2 separate regions of the Hordeum vulgare genome follow, and region 1 is linked to region 2. A link is a contact called in public Hi-C data. All regions are on one chromosome and are shown on one strand. The core of a region is the stretch at or near the end of the contact, and the rest is flanking DNA. Distances in the headings are between cores, read along the strand shown. Region 1 has its middle 33 kb from the start of LOC123396129. Region 2 holds the start of LOC123396129 (putative 1-phosphatidylinositol-3-phosphate 5-kinase FAB1C).

Region 1 (2,700 bases), core at 84-2,583, 33 kb before region 2:
GACCGCCATTTCTGGTTAGGCACCCGTGTTGATCTCTTGTTTATACGTGTAAACTTGGTGCACTAATAAAGCTTCGTGAAGTTGTCTAAAAAAGAAGATTTCTCTCGGTCGTAAACCACGCAACGGAGGCAACACACTCCTCAATCGATGAACCGAAGCAGTTTTGTCAATTTTGGGGGTCATGTGTCGTCGCACAACTCGCATAACCTTGTCAACGGGTTTGGCCCAAGCATATCACACAAACAATTTTTTTAATAATATAAATTACGTCATCCAAACATGAAGATTCTTGACGTTTGGTCATTACCAGGACCAGACGTTAGGATCATTGGCGTCTGGTCGTTTGCCACATTAGTATGTTAACGGGTCATCCGATTGTGCGAGACACGGACTAGACGCCAGCATCCAGCAAGGGCCATAACGTCTTCCTGCAATCAAGACGCGAGGAATATTGGCATGACCAAAACAGATAAAAAAAATTAAAAAAATTAATTCTACATTTTGGTAGTACACCCTCTGTATTGGAATATAAGCTACTCCAGCGACTTATATTCCGGTACGGAGGGAGTATATAAAACGTTAAAACATAAAATTTGTCCACGTGCCCAATGAACTTTCCCGGGGATGCCATGCCCACGCTGCATAAATGCGGGCTTAATTACCTCGCCGCCGACAACGTGAGCCGGCTATGATAAATGCGGTCACCGCACGTCCCGAGAAAGATTGTCCGAGATCACAGGGATCGACCGATCCAGAATCGCACTTGCACTCTTACACGGGTACGGGGCTGGGTGCACTTGACTGGTCACCACGCAAAGGCAAAGATAGAGGCAACAAATCCTCACGGGACGGGCGCCGAGGCCGGACACGGATGGCGGGCGAGCTGAGCGGATCACGCAAGAGTCTACCGGCGAAAACGGCACGCCATTGACCTGCACGAAAAGGCACACGAAACATTCCGCCCATTTCTCCCGGCGGGACGTCGTCACGCTTAACGGCGACGGCGCCATCAATGCTACGGGCGTCCACCTGCGGTCACGGGGATGAGAAGCGAAGCTTTCGATCGGTGCGACGCGCCCGTCACCTGACCTAAACCCGGCTCTTTTCCTGCAGGTTATTATCCCTCCACGTCAAAAGGCTCCGGTTGGCTCGCACGATACCTGTGGCTGTGAGCACCGATGGACGCAGGAAACCAGGGGTACACGACTCGGCCGAGAGCAAGTCACGAACGCGTCGAAGGACGGAGGCACGAGCGCGAGCGCGTCCGTCATGTGATCCGGCCCGCTGATCCGCGTGCACCCGCTCATCGGATCTCGGGTTCACGGGACGGGAGGCCTCGGGGGTTTCGTCCGTGGATGCGCGCCTCGTTCGACCAAGTAATAATCTCGGACTACGCCACCATCACGATGCCTTCCTTCCCATTTTCTTCTTCTTCTGTCTAACCTGCCCTGCGTGGAATGCACGCTTTGCCCCTGAGAATGAGGTGTCACTGTCTGCGGCGTCCATCGAGCGAGAGACCGGTTGTTTTCTTCGTGATCCTTTATCTGTGGCGAAAATGATCCGTATAGGCGATTCTTTGGTGACGAAAACTGAGTAGTAGACTAGACGATGGAAAGCTGGTGCTGACCCATCTTTGCACGTGTTTGCATTTTCTTCACAGGCAACTGAGTTTATTAAAAGAACGAACGTGAACAGGAGAGCTCAATATAAAACCAAAAGTCACATGAGGCCATCCCTGCAATTAACAGCATCGGCGAAGACACACTCGAGCTGTGTGCAAAACGCTTAAATGCAAATTAAAGCTAAGCAAAAGGTAAAATAAAATTCGTAAATACTGTACACATGGAGCATTTGACATCACAAGTTTAAAGTGGCATCACGTGCTTGAATTACTGGCACCACCATTGATTAACAGCTAGTATTGCGGCAAATTGTACTCGCTCTATCATAGTTTATAAGACATGCACGTGTATCTAGATCGTTAATTTAATTTATACAAAATATATTGTTTAACATAAAAATTATATCATTAAAAAAACATCTAAAGTTTATAATGATATGTTTTTTTGTTATATGTGCCTTTCATTAAGTTGGTCAAATTGACGACCTAAATACATGTGTTGGACTTGTAAACTGAGACGGACGGAGCATCTAAGATTGAAAAAACAATAAAATTGTCGAAATGGTAGGCTCATCCATGCAATTTCTTTTTCAAATAGACCTTTGTCCCGTTTTATAAAGCAACGGTTCAAATAACGGTCCATACAATTCACATACAAGTTCAACCACACATAGCAGCCGGGACAACGGGACATTCTAGCCCAAAGAAAATAAAAGAAATAAAAAAAGTCACCTAGTGACAAGAGAACGTCAGCCCTATCGGAATTCAAGACGACACGCCGTAGCGTGAAGCGCATCCATCATGCCATCCACACGGTCCCGGCCTCGCTGCCTAGAGAGGGGGTGCCAATGCTGCATAAAAGCAAGAAATTTGAAGGAGTTAGCCGACTGCCTCACGAAGATCTGTTCCATCACCATCTTATTGCGAGTCTTCCACACGGTCCATGCCATAGCGGCAAAGATCAGGCAGAATAGGCGGTGACGTCGTCTAGTGTGGTTGGCCCTGATTTGGAGGAACTCCGCGAGGTCGTGGGCCTGTGTCGGTGTCAAAACCGGCTTATCTCGGGTAGGGAGTCCCGA
Region 2 (2,840 bases), core at 13-2,512:
TGAATTTAAACATCTTTTAACTAGTATATATTTTTTAAACAACGACCAATGTAGCATCTCAAATATTGCGCTCCTTTAGAGAAAAAGTATGCAACTTCGCACTGAATGAGTATTTAATGTTATCACATAATATTAAAATATCATTATATTATATTATGTATACTTCCTCGACTATGTGCATCGAGTGCATTTTTTGAGGGTATGTGCGTCCAGTGCATTGATAACAAATATATAAGCAAATAAAGTACCCTACATCAAAGATCTACATAGTCCGCCATTAATTATGTCCCATTATTAAGACATAGATAAAAAGAATCAATGCATTTCACTTTCCTTAGACCAGGCATGCTTTTACAATTATGTACTCTGTTCGTTTCAGAATATAAGGTGTACTATTTTTCGTGCAAGTCAACCATTTAAATGTTTGGCCAAGATTATAAAATAAACTAACGATATATGCAATACCGAATAGATAAAATATGAAATTACTTGTCATGATGGTTCAAATGATATGAACTTTATATTATGGGTGTTGGTATATGCTCCTACAAACTTGGTCAAACATGATCTTGTTTGACTTAAAAAATACACCTTATATAAATAAACGGAGGGAGTAGTTAGTAACATGCAATGACAAGTGTAATAGATAAGGGTATGTTTACCGAGGGATATATTTTCGTTGCGGTTAATAATCAACATCTAGTCTCCCCATCCCTTTCTATAAAAAATATTCTCTTCATATTTGTCAGGAATTACAAGGCATATTTTGTTTTATGAGATATTTTCATTATCTTTCCCAAGCTTTCTCCTTCAAAACTAAACTTAGTGATACAAGTATATTTAAATCCTACCATTATATGCCATTGATAATGGCCCATTATCAACAATGATACATATAATTTTTCATTTCATTCTATTTTAAATATCGTCCACTTACACGTGTTCGCGTGTAGAACACACGCGTCACCATGCCATCACATGTGTTGCATATACACTTCACACTCGTGCGCTGCGAAAACAATGGTAAGACCTAGTTTCCGCACGTTCGCGGTCTGTTTTTAAAGTGGACAGTGAATTATTTTAGGTTATTAATAATCAGCAAAAAATAATCAAGAAAAGATGGACATCATTAAGTGCCACAGATAAGATTACATCGACATCCATTGCATATTTCCTTGCATTATTGCATATTTCCTTGCATTGATAATCATCCGTCCTATAATAGGTACCCCCGCCATATATCCACCGTACTCCACAATTCCACAAGGCGAAACCGGAAGGAGGAAACGGGATTTCGACAGCGCACGCCGCTTCCCCTCGCCGTTAGCGTCCCCATTTTACGGTGTCACATTCCTACTACTAGTATTCACTCTCAAATCTCCCTCCCAATCTCCATATCCGTATAATAAGCACCGCCGCTTCGCCGCCGCCGCCCGCCTTCCCCTGCCCTCTCCCTCCCCTCCAAGCTCTCGCCAACGCACGCGTTCCCACCCCTCCAAAGCTCCCAAATCTGCAGCCAAGCCGCGCTTCTCCGGCCCCGATCCTCTCGCCGCTGCCCGCCGCTCCCGCATTGGCTGAATCCCCGCTCCACCGCCTCCTCGCCGGAGCCCCGCTCCATCGCGTCCTCGCCGGAGCACGGCTCCATCTCCCAGCGCCCCCGCCCCCCAGGGCCTGGGCACGCCAGTTAGTTCCGCGCGCGTTGGTGGGGGTGGACGGTGGCTTTGGGAGGAAGGAATCTTCCGCGCGTCCGCGTCGCGTAGGTTCGGCGCGCCCCGTTGTTTCTTGCTCCATTTTTCTGGCAGTTTTTTTTAGTCGGTTGGTTTGAGCGTAGCGTGGTGGTCTGGTAGGGATGGGCGTGCTGGATTTCGCGGCGATGGGCGCACCGGAGAAGGCCAGATCCCTCGTCGCCGACTACCCGCAGCGCCACATGCACAAGGGCGGCGCCGATGGTGACGCCCTCGCGCGCATAGAGACGCGACGCCGCCGATCGGTGGGGCATGGCGGCGGCCCGCCCGGGCGGCCAAACAGCCCGGCGTCGCCTGCCGAGCCGCCCACGACGCCGCTGCGGGCGCCCGAGGCGAGATCCAGGAGCAAAAGCGACGTGGCGCCGGGCTCCCCTCCTCCAGACCGCGATATTAGGTAACGAAAATCTCTGTCTCTATCTATAGTGCAAAACTAATTGGTTCCTAACACTAAACTATAGTAGTACTCCAAATGATATGGAAGTGAACTAGTAAATCATTTATTATTTACTTCCGTTGCCTGCTAATAAGTGTAAAATGTCTGGTCAATTACTTAGAATGGCTTTAATTATCGCCCCTCTTTCTTTGGAAGTAGTGGTTGATGTTGATGGATGCTGATGGCTTGAGGAGTAGAGGTTGGTTGTCTAGCTCTGGCCACTGTTGACGAGTTCTGAATGATTGTTGATGCAGGCAAGCGGACGACGAGGAGGCTCATGAACCCAGGGTCCAATTTTTAGCCCCTGGGACTTACTTCTTAAATGACTTTTCAGATACAGATTCTAGTGTTAGTGTTAGTAACTCAACATACAGATCGATGACCCCAAGCCCCACAGAGAGTCCTACTTGTGCCGCGAGGCAGAATGATGCTTCTGATAATGGTGCAATTGCAGCGATCGACTCAGATGATCCTCATGACCTGGCTGATGTTAGCATCGCTGAGAACAGCAGACCAAGCCATGGGCCATCCTCTATCTTCGACTTTGGTGATAATATTTGGTGCCCACCACCGCCTGAAGATGAGATTGATGATGCTGAATCGAGGTTATTTGGATTCGATGACGATGATGATGAAATTGGGGACTCCAACGACACTTTTGC

Evidence for each region. Hi-C and Micro-C count contacts between places; a contact is called where the count stands out from the background.
Region 1: a Hi-C map of leaf shows a contact between it and region 2, with 2.5 times the contacts expected there. The contact joins the enhancer-like site here to the promoter of LOC123396129 in region 2. A contact is called at or near these places in 3 of 6 Hi-C or Micro-C datasets (leaf and seedling) and 1 of 1 datasets of contacts at active chromatin or transcription factors (embryo).

Annotation. Positions count from the first base shown.
Region 1 is chr5H:425,268,019-425,270,718 of MorexV3_pseudomolecules_assembly, reverse strand. No RefSeq gene overlaps it. Among protein-coding and RNA genes, the nearest start is that of LOC123396129, 33 kb to the right of the region's middle. Within about 2 kb of position 1,333, at least 3 of the 3 cell types and tissues checked have open chromatin away from gene starts, as enhancers often do. A contact at or near this core is called in leaf and seedling, where this site is marked.
Region 2 is chr5H:425,234,802-425,237,641 of MorexV3_pseudomolecules_assembly, reverse strand. LOC123396129 (putative 1-phosphatidylinositol-3-phosphate 5-kinase FAB1C) reads left to right here and starts at 1,262. Exons shown (of 12, transcript XM_045091179.1): 1 at 1,262-1,756; 2 at 1,848-2,139; 3 at 2,433-2,840. The coding sequence starts at 1,850.